2 separate regions of the Mus musculus genome follow, and region 2 is linked to region 1. The links are chromatin contacts, called in public HiChIP or PLAC-seq maps. All regions are on one chromosome and are shown on one strand. The core of a region is the stretch at or near the end of the contact, and the rest is flanking DNA. Distances in the headings are between cores, read along the strand shown.

Region 1 (4,214 bases), core at 354-2,853:
GGAATGTGTAGCAGAAGCTAAAATCAAGTGAACAGGTCAGGCTATATCAGTGGATACTGAAAAGGACCTAGTTTGTAAGAGCAATGGGAGATCACTACATTTTAGTGTCTAAAGGGTTTTAAGCAAAACAAAGTTTTGTTTTGTTTTTTTTAAATAAATCATTCTTGTTGCAGTCTGACAAAAGTATAACCAGGGATTTCAGTTAGAAGGAAAAGAGAGCACAGAGAGTGAGAGGCAACGTCATGGTTTAAGCCCAGGTCTAGAAAGGCCCTTGAGAAAAATCACGGACCCAGGTTGGGAAGAGAGCTCGGTGGGTAAAGTGACTGCTACACAGACATGAGGGCCTGGATTTTAGAATCCCCAGCAGTCATGTAAAAGCCAACAGTGGTTGCACACAACTCAGACCTATCCTGGAGGATGAGACAGGCAGATGGCCAGAGCTCCCTAGCCAGTCCAATAAGGTGGAAAACACCCAACTCTCCCTTTCTGTACTGACTGCACACCTCATTCCTCCCTTCCCCTCTCCTCACCCCCACTCCCCGCACCACAAAGGAAACACAACAGGGGCAGCAAGGAATTTTCTTCAAACTTACTGGATGCCCAAGACCTGCCTTCTAACGCATATGTCACGTCTACAATGCTGACAAGCAGAGGAAATTGTCATTCTGAAGTTCATTTGATTTTCCCTAGTTGTGTCTCTACAGCTATTAAAAATGCCACTTCTTAGCTGGGTGTTGGTTACACCTTTAGTCCCAGCACTTGGGAGGCAAGAGACAGGTGGATCTCTGAGTTCAAGAACAGCCTGCTCTACAGAGCTAGTTACAGGGCAGCCAGGGCTACACAGAAAAACAGTCTCGAAAAATAACAAATTCCACTTCTTGAACTTATACAGATCCACCTGCCTATGCCACATGAGTACTGGTATAGGCCTGGTCTACAAAGTGAGTTCAAGGGCAGCCTGGGATACACAGATCCCAAATCAAAAACAAACAAAAACAAGACAAAAGACAAAAACAAAAACCAGCTGGGTGTGGTGAGGCTTGTCTTTCATCCCTGCGCTACGGAGGCAGAGGCAGGCAGATCTTTGCGTTTAGGGCCAGCCTCGTCTACAATGTGAGCTCAGAGCCAGGAATACAGTGTGAGTCCTGTTTCAAAAAAGCAAAACAAATAAACTGAGAGCAGAAATAACCGGCTTAAAGGGAATACGGTCCAGAGGGACTTAAAAGTGAGTTCAGCAAAACCTGATGGTTAAAGCTCTTCATGTCCCAGACACCGCCTCAGAGCCTCTCCCTGCCACTCCAAAAGACAGCAACACATCTGGAAAGCTGAGGAACGTTCCGCCCTCCAAGCCCTTCGAGCCACCTCGGACCCGAACCCTGCGCGTGTCTGCCAACTAGCAAGCAACTTCCGGTCGGCAGTGCTGTGGCCTCAAAGACTCTCGGTCAAACCGGAACCAAGTGAGGGGGGTGGGGAAAAGGACCCTCAAACAATGTTTCTCCTAGACGTCATATCCGGTCTCCTGACTCAGGCAGTATCCACGCCAGCGGAAGTTACTTGTGTGACTGGGCGGAACCTCTAGTCAGGAGTGGTCTCCCAGCAGCCAATGGGCTCGACCCACCTCTAGCCTGACTTGGGTCTGTCAGTGGCCTGTGACGTACAGGGCGGGGCGGGAGGCTAGGTACGGCGACAACAGGGGCGTCCGGTCTTCTCTGTCGCTAGGAAGCAGGCAACCGGAGGGAAGATGGTTTACATCTCGAATGGTGAGTGAGAGCCTTACCCTGGGCCGCTTCTGTCCTGACTCGCCGGGTCCTGAGCTTGGGGCGGCCTCCCCCACACCAGTGGCCGGAAGGAGTGGGAAGCGGAGGCGGTGGGAGCCGAGGCGCAGCCCAGAAGGTCCCCGGGTGCCGCTGGGGGACCCTGAAGCCTCCTGGTACAGCCAATTTTCCGATTGTGGGTTTGCGATAGTGATCCCGGGCGCGGGTGTCCTTAACCCGGGAATGACAGAGACGCTAACCCGGTCCGGATACAACGCGCTTTTGTTTGGGCCGCTAGAGCCGCGTTCTTTGCCTAGCATCTCTTTCATCCTTGTAACTGTTCTATTCAGATGGTGTATTTCTATCCCTGTTTTTCGGATGCAGACTGAGACATAGATTGACTAGCTCGCTAAAGATCACAAAGGCAATATGAAATTTAGGTTAAATTGAACTCAGGTTGGCTCCAGTATTACCTACCATACTGCCTCTATAATGCGTACAATAATGATGGCGATGGTGGTGATGCAGGACTAGCAAGAATATGAAAAAAATAAATAAAATCTGGAGACAGGGTCTCACTTTGTAGTTTTATCTGCCCTGTAACTCACTGTGTACGCTAAGGTGGCCACTAACTCCCAAAGATCCTCCTGCCTCTGACTCCGGAGTAGTGGGATTAAATTAAAGGCAAGCACCACCACGCCAGGCAATACAAAAGTTGTGACAGATTTTTCTCCCCTAAAAGTGTAGCTAGTCCTAAGCCCAAGACTTTACCCAGTTTGAAAGAACTTGGGAAGCAAGTCTCCAATTACTGGAAAAGAAAAAAATACAGCCTGAGAAGGTCGTATCAGTGCCAGAACCATCTGCCCACCTGTGTGACTTAGGTGAGACTCCTTGGCGCATTTCTACAAGACTCTCTTGGGGCCCTGGAAATAGGTGTGGTTGTATCAGATTCATCTCTGTATCTCTAGAGAGTAGGGCGATTAGCAGAAGTCTTAGGGCTGAGAGCACTTTGAATTTCTCGGCTTTTTTCAGGATTTCACCTCCTGATTACAAAGCTTTGGGATAGGTGGTGTGATGGGCACTACAGGAAGCATCATCATTCCATCTTCAGTTTCGAGCGCTCGCAGATTCTGTTATTTGCAATTTAGGTCACTAGCTCATACAGCTATGCACTCAAAAGTGATCAGTGTTCTTCTGCTGCATCCATCTCGCCACTAAAATGTCATGTGCATTTTACCAGTGAGAAGGAGATGGCAAAGAGATGCCTAGAATGAGTTCGCCTCCGAGAATTACATACTGAAAGTAGACATCTATCGAAGGAGTGAACGCTAGATCCCAGAGTTTGACTGCACTCACAGTGGACCTCTGATGTTGACTGGCTTGAAGAAGCCAACAAGTCAAAAGCTGAGCTCATTGGTGTTGCTCCGCTGATTAAAGGCAGCGCCGAGTTGTGGACTTGTGGCACTTACCTCAGTTTCTTTCTTTAATTCTGTAGGTCAGGTGTTGGACAGCAGGAATCAGTCCCCATGGAGAGTGTCTTTCCTAACAGACTTCTTCTGGGGAATAGCAGAATTCGTGGTTTTCTTGTAAGTATAAAAGCATTTCTTTAATTGAGACCAAGTGTTGCTATTTAGTCTCATAGCTGGTTTAGTGTTATAGAGAGTCTAAGCTGTTCTGGAAGTCATTGTAGTCACCCCGCCTTAGCCTCCTAAGTGTTGAAATTACAAGAATGTGCCACCACTCCTGGTTCTGAACTTTTAATGAAGGGTTAGTTGATAATGGGGAAAAAAAAATGTCGACTTCTCAGGCATTTTAAGCAGTTCTGTATTAGATGAGGTCTCAGGCATTTTAAGTAGTTGTGTATTAGATGAGGGGTGGTGTCTGACCATTACGTGCTGTGCTACCTAAACTGCCAGCCAGTTACTACCAGGTCTTACTTACCCTGAATTGAGTAAATATTTGAATGTCTCCTGTTTGGAAAGTCATGAGTAGATAGAGAAGGATACGTCCCCCTTTCATTGAGTATTGGGCTGGCAAGTTTTATGTCAACTTGACACAAGTTAGAATTACTGAAAATAGGAACCTCAATTGAGAAAATGCCTCCATAAGATCAGGCTAGAGGCAAGCCCGTAGGACATTTTTACTTAGTGATTGATGTGGGAGGGCCCAGCCCATTGTTGATGGGGACACCCCTGGGTTCTGTAAGAAAACATGCTGTGGGGAGAAAGGCAGGAAGCAGCACCCCTTCAGCATCAGCTCCTGCCTCCAGGTTCCTGCCCTAGTTGAGTTCTTCTCCTTACTTCCTTCAGTGATGGACTATGACTGTGGAACTGTGAGTCAAGTAAACCCCTTTCCTCTCCAGCTTGCTTTGGGTCCTGGTGTTTCGTCACAGCACTAGTAACCCTAACTAAGTATATTAGTACTGTCAGTTTTCATAGTCAGTGTAATTTAGTATATTCA
Region 2 (3,643 bases), core at 243-2,742, 460 kb after region 1:
ACTGCTGAGCCATCTCCTCAGCCCTACAGCCAGATCTTACAGAGTCTATTTCTCAGCTGAGATTCCCTCTTCTCAGATGACTTTAGCTAATTTCAAGATGGCATAAAACTAGGCAAAACGGTAGGTTTCCTATGCCAAGACCAAACTCAGGTGGGCAAGAATGGGGCCATGACATACAGGAGATGTGAGTGCTTAAAAATGCTGACGCAGCTACTGCTCCCCACATAACAGAGCTAGTTTCTTCCAGGAAACCATATATGTGTATACACACACACACACACACACACACACACACACCTCAACATGCCCTCTCATCCTCCCCCGTGGCTGCCATGTTAAGTCATAGCATAATCCAGCTATAGCCCAGTCGCAAGGAAACATGAAGACTAAGGGCTCCTTATGTTGAAGCAGCCTGCAGGGAGGGGAGTGATAAGTCAGGAGCAGATGCTGTGGGCTGATGGGGGAAGGAGGTCACACCATACAGGAGCTGAGGGCCTAGCCAGCACATCCTGGCATAAGTGCAGAGAGGATGCAGGGGACTAGGCTCCAAGGGTGCTGGATCAAGTAAAGGAAACATAAGGATGAAGAATGGAGAGTTGACTGCTTCAGGAGGGCTCTCCAGGGATACATGATATAAGTCCCTGGCAGGCATCCCAGGCAATGGGCTGTATTAAGTGAAACAGGCATACAAATAAACCCACAGCAGATGATAGAAAGGGAGATTAAAAGCCTGGGAGATGGAATGTCTACTACAGGGGAACCAGAAAACCTACCAGAGGACTCAGAAAGGCTACACTGCTTCCCAAGCATCTCTCAGAGGCTGGTGGTGGCTGCCCCCCTGGAAGCTTCCACCCTTATCTTACAAGTAGGCCAAGATGCGGAATGCAGATCAATATTGCCTCCAACAGACCTGATGAAAATTAGTGAATCTAGATCAAAGGGATGTAGAGAAGCTAGTCTTGACTTCACTTAACTACCAGTCCAGAGTCTGCAAAAAGAAAAGTGACGTGGGTCCTAAAGTGTCAAAGTGGACCATGATACAGTCAGCTGAGCAGCAACTCCAATTGCAACTGCTCTGCCTGCAGTGTCTTTGCTGATGGGGCAGACTGGATGGCCTCCAATATGTGGTATGGTACAGTAATTTCGATGTCTCTCTCTCTTACAGAAACGACGATCAGAAACAGCACAAGTTCACTTAGAACGAAGAGTAGTATCCATTTTTAACCTTCTCTATGACAATCTTGGACCCTCAGCTGTACAGCTCTCCTACCAGCCCACCAGACTCCCAGCCAGACCAGCCTGAAAGTCCCACAAAGCATCATGCTGGTAACTGTGGCAATAACTGCCCTGACAGTCGGGCTGGCTAGTCAGCTGCCTACCACATTAAGGTCTTAAACAAGTATGTCCTCCAGAGGGTGGGAGAGAAGCCCTGCAAACAGTACAGTCTTGTTGCGGCCGCCAACAGCAAAGCCGCACGGTCCAGCAGTGGGCGTGGCAGAACGAATGAGCAGGAAGCTCCACCCCTGAGCAAGCAGGTTTCAGGCTGGGGGAGGGGAGACTACACAGTCTGCCACACCAATAAAATCAGTTATCTCTGGTATGCCAACGTGTATCCTCCAAAGTGAAAGACAAGTGGTGGCACCCTGTACCTCAGTAAAGACAAAAATAAATAAATTTAAACGTAAAAGAAAGAAACGATGCTGAGTACATTTCTTTGGGTTTGAAAAACACATAACTTCATACCACTGATGCCACCGGAACCCATGGACCAGATGACGTGGTCACCAGTTTTGAGAGGAATCCAGCACAAGAAAGAGTTCTGTAGCAGGACTGAGCTGCAAGGGAAGCAGCTTCTCTCTGTGTCCACGCAGCGCAGCCGGCAGACTGAAAAGCCGTGATAAGGATTTGGGGGCACACCCGGGGGAGATCCCAACAGTAGAGCTTCAGACTCTAGAACAAGGACACACCCTCAGCAGCAGAGCTGCAGCCACTTTTCTCAAATCCTGTTCCTGGTTCGGTAGAGATGAAGCATCTGGGAGCACCACTCGAAATGGAATTCCATGTAGAACTGAGTTCTGGAAGACCTGCCAAATTATAAGGTTGGCAGGTCCAGCGGGAGTCCATTGAAAGAGAGGTGCATCTGGGAGTGGATATAAGCAGGGCCAGAAGTTACAGGCAAGCGGCTTCAGCAGGCACCACCAACAGTGCTCAGACTGTCCTTGTCATGCCAGTGACCTGTGCCTCTGACCTGCAGACTCTTATGCTCAGGGAAGGGGGAGGGGGGCTTCTTTTGTAATGAGGGAAAGCCCAGCTTTGGATCCTGGGCAGTTCTGATTGGAATGCAAAGTCTGTGCGGCGCCCATGGAGGGCAGAGGTGGGTGTGTCTCCAGTCTCAAGTCATCGAGACCCTCTCTCAAAAAGAAATCAAAATGGATGGAAGTTTTTTAAAGACTCTATGTGCATCTCACTCACAGTGGGAAGATGGTAATACAAAAGGGCAAGTGCTCCGAGGTTAGACTAAGCTACCTTGGTCAGGAACCAAGAGGAGAACTCAAGTCAAAAAGCCTGAGCCTAACTAATCCTCCCAGATGGGGAAGGGGCTGAAAATGTGTATCGACTTCACCAGCTTCAGCTGGGGTGAGCTGAAAGGCGAGTTCCACACCCAGCCAACCTCGAACCAAATGTTATCCCAGAGTAAAGCATGACCTCAAATTTTGCCTGATCGAAAAATAATTACATTGTGGCATTTTAAAGAGAAAGCAAGCCTGTTAAAACACAGAGGCTGATTCAGCCTGCCTGAGTCTGTGTCCTAAGAAGCTTACAAGACCCCATCAAGGCCAGATGAGTCCCTTTTTCTTTTACATTTTGTGCATGTGTGAAGGAGGATACATGTGCGCCACAGCGCCTGTGTGGAGGCCGGGGGACAATGACAGAAGTCTGTTCTCCCCGCCACATTGTAGGTTGCGGAGATTGAACTCAGAATTGGCCACAATCGCCTTTACCCACTGAGCCTGGTAAGTAAGGAAGAAAGCATGACAATAATAGCTAATACCTCGATGTCAGGCCTCCACGATTTCTTTAGATCTAATATCATAAATGAAGAGATAAGAGATGTAAAGGATTCTGCCAGAAATGATAAATGTTTGAGGAAACAGAAGTGCCAATTATCCTAATGTAATCACTACATGCTATGCATATATGTAAGTTATCAGTCCAAACTTCTAGAAATATATACAAATATTAAATGTCAATTAAAAGATGCAAATAAAAAGGTATTTTTTAAATGAAAAGACATCTTTAAAACAAAGAGTTCTGGACTTGAAGTAAGGTCAGTTTGAGGCCCAGTGTTTACAAACTGGATTCTTAATCATATTATTCGCTGGGCAGTGGTGGCGCACGCCTTTAGTCCCAGCACTCGGGAGGCAGAGGCAGGTGGATTTCTGAGTTTGAGGCCAGCCTGGTCTACAAAGTGAGTTCCAGGACAGCCAGGGCTATACAGAGAAACTCTGTCTCAAAAATAAATAAACAAACAAACAAACAAACATATTATTCTGTCTGTATTTTTCCTGAAGTAAGAATACCAACTGTCCTGCCCAGCAGTGCTCTCTGAGACCCTTGTAAGACGGTGTGTGGAGAAACACTT

The links. HiChIP or PLAC-seq counts read pairs in DNA pulled down with a chosen protein or histone mark.
Region 2: a contact with region 1 is called in an H3K4me3 HiChIP or PLAC-seq map of embryonic stem cells, with 7 times the contacts expected there. The contact joins the enhancer-like site here to the promoter of Selenok in region 1. A contact is called at or near these places in 6 of 39 promoter capture datasets (the HPC-7 cell line, embryonic stem cells, hippocampal neurons and 2 more) and 6 of 115 datasets of contacts at active chromatin or transcription factors (the 230-238 cell line, bone marrow-derived macrophages, embryonic basal ganglia and 3 more).

Annotation. Positions count from the first base shown.
Region 1 is chr14:29,966,777-29,970,990 of GRCm38.p6, forward strand. It overlaps Selenok (selenoprotein K), which reads left to right and starts at 1,604. Exons shown (of 5, transcript NM_019979.2): 1 at 1,604-1,760; 2 at 3,250-3,340. The coding sequence starts at 1,742.
Region 2 is chr14:30,428,324-30,431,966 of GRCm38.p6, forward strand. It overlaps a transcript of Cacna1d not described here. Among named protein-coding and RNA genes, the nearest start is that of 4831407H17Rik, 28 kb to the right of the region's middle. Within about 2 kb of position 1,493, at least 9 of the 459 cell types and tissues checked have an H3K27ac peak or open chromatin away from gene starts, as enhancers often do. A contact at or near this core is called in embryonic stem cells, where this site is marked.